Linked DNA regions of Hordeum vulgare: region 1 is linked to region 2. The links are chromatin contacts, called in public Hi-C maps. All regions are on one chromosome and are shown on one strand. Each heading gives the region's core, a stretch centred on a gene start, on an enhancer-like site or on the middle of the called end of the contact. The rest is flanking DNA. Distances are from core to core; before and after follow the strand shown.

Evidence for each region. Hi-C and Micro-C count contacts between places; a contact is called where the count stands out from the background.
Region 1: a contact with region 2 is called in a Hi-C map of leaf, with 8 times the contacts expected there. The contact joins the enhancer-like site here to the promoter of LOC123425529 in region 2. A contact is called at or near these places in 3 of 6 Hi-C or Micro-C datasets (leaf and seedling) and 1 of 1 datasets of contacts at active chromatin or transcription factors (embryo).

What each region holds. Positions count from the first base shown.
Region 1 is chr2H:133,594,239-133,598,596 of MorexV3_pseudomolecules_assembly, reverse strand. No RefSeq gene overlaps it. Among protein-coding and RNA genes, the nearest start is that of LOC123425531, 7.9 kb to the left of the region's middle. Within about 2 kb of position 2,301, at least 3 of the 3 cell types and tissues checked have open chromatin away from gene starts, as enhancers often do. A contact at or near this core is called in leaf and seedling, where this site is marked.
Region 2 is chr2H:133,203,077-133,207,887 of MorexV3_pseudomolecules_assembly, reverse strand. LOC123425529 reads left to right here and starts at 1,786. Exons shown (of 2, transcript XM_045109219.1): 1 at 1,786-2,003; 2 at 2,395-4,019. The coding sequence starts at 2,432. The coding sequence ends at 3,769.

The DNA of each region.
Region 1 (4,358 bases), core at 1,052-3,551, 390 kb before region 2:
CCCTATAGCAAAAATGTGTAACATGGTCCAACACATATCTTACAGTATTTTGAATGACCACAAAAATAATTGGGACAATTGGATTATGTTTGGATTTTTCCATGGAAATTAAGAGCACTTTTAAATGCAAAAATGACTCTGTTTTGATGGTGGGGTCCACACCAACATCGAGGGTGATGTTGTTTTCATTAATAATAATTGTTTTGGATTATTCCACAATTGTGTATCATTTTTTCGATGCTGTTTGAGGAATTATTTTATTTTCATATAATTCAAGTGGCTTTTTACGTGGAATTTGAAAAGAGATATGAAATTCAACTTGATGATATCCAATTCAGCAAAATGATTTGTTGCTGATCATGGTCATCACTGTAGCTTAATTACAATGCTCACTGTAGCAAAAGCTGAGGATGTCACAAGACTGGCATACCCCATTAATAAGCCACAATTCTTCACCTGTGAGGTAGCTCTAGAAGCTTTAATTTCACGTCAACCGATTATTATGATTTGTGCTCAGCAAAGGACCTACCTATTATTATGATTTTACACTACCGTTTCAGTTCACTGGTTATATATGTTAGGACTGTTGATAGTTTTTGTGATTTGCGGTTACTCACAACGGATTTCTGTTTGATTTTTTGAAGTTTCTCCAGGTGATACCTCAACCTTTATATGCAAGTGCCAAAAGATCTCAGGTTGTATATATTTCCTTTGAAATACCAGGTTGTGACCTGTTCTAATGCCAGATTATCTGTATTTTAAGCCTTTTTTCAGACATCGAAGCTAGATATGATGCATCAAGTGAAGAAGTTAGGATTCATTCCAGCTTGCTGCAACCTTCAAGTGAGCCCAATGTTTCTCCTTATCTTATGTAACTTCAAACATTTTTTCATTATTCCACTGAATACATTTGTTTTCAATTTTTCAATGGAATGCAAGTAATGTGTATATTGTATGTGTTTCAATATTTTTGCAGCTATATATATATATATTAAAATTTTAATATAAAAAACAATTTATAAATTATTCGATTAATCGTGTGGTACTAGTCCAAAACAAAACATTGGTCTGAAGGCCCGTGTGGTCAGTCAGCACATAGAAAATGCCGGAATACATTCCAAATTGAAGACCTGGCGTGTCAACCAGGGTCGCGCATCAGCATCAGTCAGCCGGCCGCCGCCCATAGAATATGCAGCCGAGGTTACCTACCTGGCGCTCATTCATAAACTATAGACCCGTGATCTGTAAATAGATCACCCGCTCGCTCTTCTTTTCCGACCGAACACACTCAGCCCCGCTTGGAATCCCTGTAAAATTTTACAACTGTATATTGATTACCCCTGTATATTACTGAAGATCAGTAAAATACAACCTGCTATACAAGTGGGGTCTAGGGTGCGCTTGGTTGGTCTTATTTCTCGTTTGACTCGGGGAATCTCTTCGTCGTTGTCGATGAAAACTCCATGAACTCAAAGGACCCGACCGACGCAAGCTCCAGCCATGCGGCACTGCTCGCACCGGGGACCAACAAGATAGCTAGACGCCTCCACCAACCTCATGTTCCTCGGCCCTCCCCTTGTGGCGGAGCGAGGCTGCGACTGACGCGGAATTTGGCTGCAGTGATGCTCCAGTGGCGGTGCGCGAAGGCTCTTTGATGGACATGCTCCGGCGGTGCGTCGGCATCCTTGGCGACGGAGGCGGACGCTTAGACGGAGGCGACGGGCCTGGGTGGTACAACCAACATGGCAGAAGGCGATGGTGCTGGCGTTTGATGGTGGTGTCTCCGGTGAACACTGGCAGCACTCCGGCAAGCGGGGCGGGCCAGGGTGGTACAGCCGACACGACAGAAGGCGATGGCGCTGGCATTTGACGGTGGTGTGGCCGGTGAACACCGGCGGCACTCCGGCAAGCGGCGGCGACCGCCTCGGTAATGCTCCAATCAAGACGCTGCGGGCCTAGCTGCGGCGCTTGCTTCCGCAGTTCGGCTTTGGATACAGGATACAGAGAAAAAACGATGGCCGAAGCAGTGTTTTAGAAACGGGCGGATTGCAAAGAGATTACAACTGTAACGCAAAACCAGGCGTAAAGTTTATAATGAAAAAACGACATTCCAAGTAGATCCTCCGGTTTCTGTTACGGAGGTATTTTTTCCGCTTGTAAACGGTTGCGAAACGACGAACCAAACGCAGCCTCACGCGGCGTCGCTCGTTCGAAACGACGAACCAAACGCAGCCTCACGCGGCGTCGCTCGTTCGGTAGTAGCTGGTGTCTACGTCCTACGTGAGCTGCTACGTAAGTTTCCGTAAGAGATGTACGTGGATGTAGCAAAGCTCCGTCGCGAGCATACGCACGCGCGCTGCGCCGACGCCCAACTGCAGCACGAAACCTGAAGAAAGAGAGAGGGATACGCCGAGCCCGGGCGCTGGACCGATGGAAGATATTGCTCGGTGCGGTTGTGAACGCCGGCCGAACTCGGGGCGTCGTGGACGCCAAACTCTTCTTTGCTTTCATGCGGGCGGTGATGGTCGAAGCGATTGATGAACGGTGATGTCCCATTGTCCCACCACGCATGGAGATGCCCCCATGCTGGCCCGTACGTAACGGCACTGGCTGGCCCGCCATGTGCGGCCGCCAGGAGGTGCAGTTGCCTTGTACCACTGCACTATCGCCTCTTCTTTGGGGTCAAGTGTTTCCACAAGGACCAGGGATCTCGTACGTCCGGGACCTCCAACTCCTATACACGCCCCAAACGAACATCCGTTTTATTTAAATTTCGTTCGTTTATAAATGTATAAAACGAACACATCCGTTCGCCTGCACTCGTGCGGCGTTGGCGCGTCCAATCGTCCGGCTTGTCCCAAATTGTCCGCTTTTACGAATTGCTAATTTAGGCAAAACAAACTAAAATAAACATTGTAAATAATAAGAGCAACCCCAATGCACCGACCCGTTTTGTCCGTTTGGGTCATCCAGACACAAAAGCTGGCCCAACGGGATGACCCAAACGGACGCTGTATCCGTCTGTTGTCTGCTTGTTGTCCACCCCGATCTAAACTGGACGTAAAATTAGGCAACAAATGGGTCCACGGCGGACAAAACTGGGGCTCCCGTCGTCCGCTCTCGTCCGGGTGCCGCAACGGACAAAACTTGGCTCCCGTCTTCACGACCCAAATCTCGAGCTGCTCTGCTCTCGTTGGCCATGGCGACCGCGAGCTGCTCCCCTTGGCCGCCCCGGGAGCGGGCTACGAGGCACGAGGCGACCGGGCGCGGGGCACGCTTACAGCCGCCTGGGGAGCTTCGGGGGCGGAGCGGCGTTGTCCCCACGGTGGGCGTGGGGGAGGAGGCCGTCGGCGAAGGGCGGCGCGGCGCGACAGGCCGCGTGGGAGATGTGCGGGCGGCGGTAGGCGGTCTTCCTCTTCGCCTGGTCAAGCGTGGCTGCCGACGGCTCGGCCACGAGGTTGGGGACCAGGCAGAAGCGCGGCGCAGTTCTCCCAGTTCTTGTCGCTCTTGGCCTCGGTTCTGTCCAGGAAGCCCCTGACGGCGCCGACGACGAACGCGTGCGGCTCGGTGGCGCACGGCAGCGTCGGGAGGAACTTGCTCTGGGCGCACATGCTCCTCTTGTTGCCCGAGTAGAGCATGTCTGCCAGCAGCAACGTGTCCCTGACCGCGCGCACCGCCGCGAGATCCCACCTCGCGGCCTCCTTGACCGCGCGCGCCGCCACGAGATCCCACCTCCCGGCCTCCCGCGCGCCGCGTGCGTGGTCCGACGTCGTCTTACCATGGCGATGGCCTGGGTACGCCCGTGTGGTGATCTTGTACGAGACGAGGAACTGCAGAAGGCCCCATACGGCCCCAAGAAAGCAGAGGGGGAGAGGAGGGGGAGAAAAAGGCAGTGTCCGCATCTTCTATACCGGACGAGTGGGTTGGGTTTGTTCATCGGCCGCTCGTCTCCGCATCTTGTCCGCTAGGCGGATGGGTGACCCAAACGGACAAAATTCGGACAAAATTTGTGTCCGTTTGGGTCGCCCCGTTGGAGTTGCCCTAAAAACACATAAATATATATATTAAACCACATATCCATAGTAGCCACGTTCAACAGTTCTTGCTTAAGCTAACAAAACTAAAAACATGAAATTAAGATAGATAGATGAGGCCGCCGTCGTCTTCAGAAGAACCGTCCTACTCATCATCACCGCTGATGAGGTTGACGTACGAAAGAGGCTGCCAAAGATGGGCTGACGGCCCCTGCCAGACCAGAGGTGCCGGCGGCGCCTACACCACCTCCTCATGATCCTGCATCGGTGACTGCGGTGGCGTGGGCGTCCATGGGCCGACACGCAGCGCGTCGGCCATCTCCG
Region 2 (4,811 bases), core at 537-3,036:
GAACATGGGGAGCCTGCCGCCTGGAGTGGTGGTGGCAGGTGCCACCTGCCCGGCCGGCCGCCTCGTCGGGTGGCGGCGGGCCCAGTCACCTGGCGCGCGTGCCGCCTCGAAAAATGAGGGTATTTTCTCGCATTTCGTATCGTATGTGGTCTTTTTTAATAATAACATTCGGCTAGTGGTCTTTTTGGACGAAAATTCGGAAAAATGAACCAAAGGAACTATCCCGTGTGTCTGTGCACGTCCTGGTGACGGATTTAACTTTAGCCCAATTTAAGTTTGTTTGTATTTTTTTTAAATCTAACCTATTATTTAACGTCATCCGCTGTGGTGTAGGTATACACATCCTATTTCCACTTCCTGTGCCGATAGGGTTTAGGTTAATACAACGGTGTAGTTTAACACCGTTGGCATGTATAAGTGGCTACCGTCAGAGAAAGTGACGGTAGAGTGTGTATACCTATCGTCACCATCGGATGTTCATACAATTAATTTCTTTCTGATGGAATTAACTGTCTGAACACCCTACTGTCACCTGTTGTCTGTGTCGGTAGATATACACACCCTATCGTCACAAGGAGTGGTGATAGCAACTTATCTACGTCAGTGAGATCAAACGACGTCGTCTGTGTTGATTCGAACTCTATCGCTGCAGAAAGTAACGGTAGAATGTACTCCCTCCGTTCCTAAATATAAGTCTTTTAAGCAATTTCACTATGTGTCTACATACGGAGCAAAATGATTAAATGTACACTTTAAAATATGTCTATATACATCCGTATGTAGTCCACTAGTGAAATCGCTTAAAAGACTTATATTTAAGAACGGAGGGAGTATATACCTACACCACAACGGAGGTAGGAAAACGATCAGATCCGATATTCTTACACAAACAGGATCACATCAGACTAAACTATAAAAAAGATCAAAACAGTAAAATCGTCCTCTCGCGGCAGCCGCCGGAGCGAGCGAGCGAGGGGTCGATGGGCCGGTGAGGGCGGGCGAGGAATGATGGCGGCCGCAGAAGCGGATGATATCTACTTTGAAAACTCTGCGCAAGCGTGCGGCCGCGCCGGGCCCCCCGCTGACAGCGACGCGCCCCACCACACCCACCCGCGCGAACTCTCTCCTCCTTCCTTCCTCTTCCCCTCCCTCCGGCCCGCCCAGACGGTTCCCGTCAATTTCAATTCGAAACAAAAACGAAACGCAGCCTCCCATCAAAAAGCTTTGCCATCCCTAAAAAAATATATCAAAAAGCTTTGCCGCGCGCGGAGGTGGAGGCGTCCCATTGGCTGGTCCCGTCACGCGCTGCGGCCAGCCACAAGGCTCCAAGCCCAGGCCGCTTGCGCTCGCAGAATCACTTTGACTTTTCGGCGCTGTGGAAACTTGAAAGACCAGCGCAACAAAGCGCCCCCCGCCCGCCTGCGACCCGAGCCCACGCCGCGCGACCCCTTTTCCCCGCCCTTTCCCGTATTTTCCACCCGTATATGCGTCTGGTTCTCTAAAGCCACGGCGGCACGCAATTTTCTACTATCTCCCCACAACATGCGCAGTCGCCTGACGGCTAAGTGTGCGGTCGCGATACTGCCCATCGTATACTAATCTGAATAATCTAAATCTAAGCATGCCAATAATACCACCGATTAAACAAACTAATTATCATCATGCCTGTAGGAGTAGATTAGGCTGCTGTGCTGTGGTCTGAGGAGGATGGCTGGCTGGCTGGTAAGGCCAAGCCAAACTAGGCAATAAAAGCGAGCGTAGTTAGGTAAAGGGTGTAGTCCTCCCGTAGAAAAGAAAGGCCAAGGGCGGGCAGGGGGCTATAAAAAAATCTCGTGCTACTGCCCTAATTCCCTTTGGACTTTGGCGTTATATCCATCCTCGAGCCCCTCCCGACTCTCAGCCTCACCCTGCCCGCTGCTCTCTCCTCCGCGCCTGATTCCAGTGGTGCTGCTGCTTCTTCTCAAATCTCCAGGACAGACCAGACACACACACAGGGACACAGGGTAAGGTAAGCATGCTCTGAGTTTCCTCCCCTCGTGTGTGCTTCCATGTTTTCCGTGGGATTTGAGCCCTTGCTCTCTTGCGCTTTCCCTTGGTTGTGATGAGATGGGGGACCTGTGCATCGATCGACCTCTCCCTAGCATGTAAAATCTGTTACGGAGTTCTTTATCCCCGGTTGCTGTTTGAGTAGTCGATTGAATCGAGTTGGCTGGTGTGCAGTTCCGGTTTGGTTCGCTGTAGGAGTAGTATAATCATCTGCCGACAGTTCCTTGTCTCCAACTTGCGCACCTAATCTTGGATTTTGACCATTCAGCTGCTCTCCCACCTGTGTTCCGAAATTAACGCCAATCTTGTATGGATTTCATTTGATTCGTGTTTGTTTCTTGGTTACAGTTGCGGAGCAGCTAGCGGCGGAGGTGCTTTCTTCGTCATGGAGTCGCAGCAGCAGCAGCAGCAGATGGAGGCGGTTTCTGCGCCGGCCGCCGCTACGAACGGGGGCGGGGAGCTGATCGGGTACGTGGACGTGCACGTGCGGAGCGCGCGGGACATTCAGAACATCTGCATCTACCACAAGCAGGATGTGTACGCGCGCCTGTCGCTGCCGGGGGAGGGCGCGCCGGCGGCCTCCACGCAGGTAATCAATGGCGGAGGCCGCAACCCGGTGTTTGACCAGTCGGTGCGCGTCGGCGTGCGCGCGGGGGACGTCGACGCCGCGCTCCGCTGCGAGGTCTGGATGCTCAGCCGGGTCAAGAATTACCTGCAGGACCAGCTGCTGGGGTTCGCGCTCGTGCCGCTCCCGGACGTCGTCGCCGCCGAGGGCGGCACGCTCGCGCGCGAATTCCCGCTCTCCACCAACGACCTCTTCCACTCCCCGGCCGGCTTCTTGGAGCTCGAGCTCTCTTACATCGGGGTCGTGCCCGATGTCATTCCCGTCTCGCCCACGCCCAAGCCTGCGCTGGCCGACCCGGACGAGGCCGAGAACGCCGGCGACGGAGCCGGCGCTGGCGCAGGGAAAGACTACGAGAATATGGAGTTCCCTGACATGAATCTTGTGGAGGAAAACCAGATTATGCTCTCGGAATATGTTGGTCTGCCGTGCACGGCCATGGAAACGCAGAGCTCCGAGAGCCTCCTGACCTCAGAGGACGTGGATGGCGCCGCCACCGAGTCCCACGACGCCGGCGTGCGAGTTGTGCAGAGCTTCTCGACGGACTACAGCACCGCCGACTCCTCGGCCGGCGCCTTCCGGAGCGAGACGGCAGTCAGCAGCGTGTCCACCACGGAGTCCCCGGCCGCGGCCGTCCCGGCTACCCCGCAGTCCAACCCGTCCGAGCCGTCAGGAAACGCCCTCTCCTCAGCAGGCCAGAAGGAGAAGGCCTCAGACGCGGCGGACGCGGCGGAGGTCGATTCGTCTCACACCGTTCAGGAGAGCCCGGCGGTGAACTCACCCAGCACTGTGTCTGAGAACGCGGTGGACAAACCTCCGCCGGCGATGAGCTTCAACTTCGAGCAGGAGGTGCAAGTGAACCAGAAGGAGATCATGGACATGTACATGAAGAGCATGCAGCAGTTCACGGAGTCGCTGGCCAAGATGAAGCTCCCGCTGGACCTGGACAATGGCAGCGACAAGAGCGGGAGCGGCCCCGCCGCCGCCTCGCCCACTGATTCCAGCGGCACCGACTCGAGCGCGGCGGCGAAGAAACCGACGGCCGGGGGTGCGCAGGAGAAATCTCCCAAGGTGTTCTACGGAAGCCGAGCCTTCTTCTAAGCCGAACGAGCCCGGACGCCGGACTAGAAGATGGCATTTGCAGTCATCAGTCTCAGCTGAAAATCTTGGTAGCGCAGAAGAATAACAATTTTCTCATGCTGTTGTTTTATTTAGGCTTCGTCAGTCAGATCGCAAGACGCATTTGGAAATTAGCTGCCCGGTCTTTCTTTTAATGTATCGCTCGCTACTCTAATGAGAAAATGTTTGGCTTCTTTTCTTCAATATATAGACATCTGAACTTGATTTGCTATATCTGCAATCTTGTTAAGAGCAACTTCAATGGACGACCTAAATGGACGCCTGTTTTAGATATGGGTCCGTACTCGTCCAGCGTGCCGACCTATATGTGCCGGTTGGTCGTTTTATTTTGCATAGTTTGAATTAAATAACATAATTTAGACCGAATAAAATAGCATAGTTTTTACAAGCCGAATAAAAATAAAAATTGTTCATATAGTTCTCACATAGTTTTGCAAACGAATAAAAGAAGATAAATCTATTGGTTGCCAACATGAGCCCGCATATGCTCAATCAAATTATTTTGTAGTTGCCCGTGAGTTTCTCAATGACGCATGTCTTGATGAAATTGGATGAACTGTTCAAACATTGCCGCTCCTACATGCTCAGGCACAATATTCTTATCTTGAAACAGAAATCCTTGATCGTACAGACGTTCTGAGCGCTCGTCTATTACGATCATATGATGCATGATCACACAAGCAATCATCCCCTCCCACAGTTTCTGCGTGCTCCAGGTATTAGCAGGATACCGAACGATGCCCCATCGAGATTGCAAAACACCAAAGGCACGCTCGACATCCTTCCTAGCACTCTCTTGCTCTTGGGCAAATCTTTTCCTCTTCTCTCCGACAGGGTTGGGTATTGTCTTGACAATAGTGGTCCACTAAGGATATATACCGTCATCCAGGTAGTATCCATTATAGTAGTTGTGGTTGTTGACAGTAAAGTTCACCGATGGGCTGTTGCCTTCGGCAGGCCTAGGAAACACTGGCAAGCGCTGAAGCACGTTAATATCATTGTG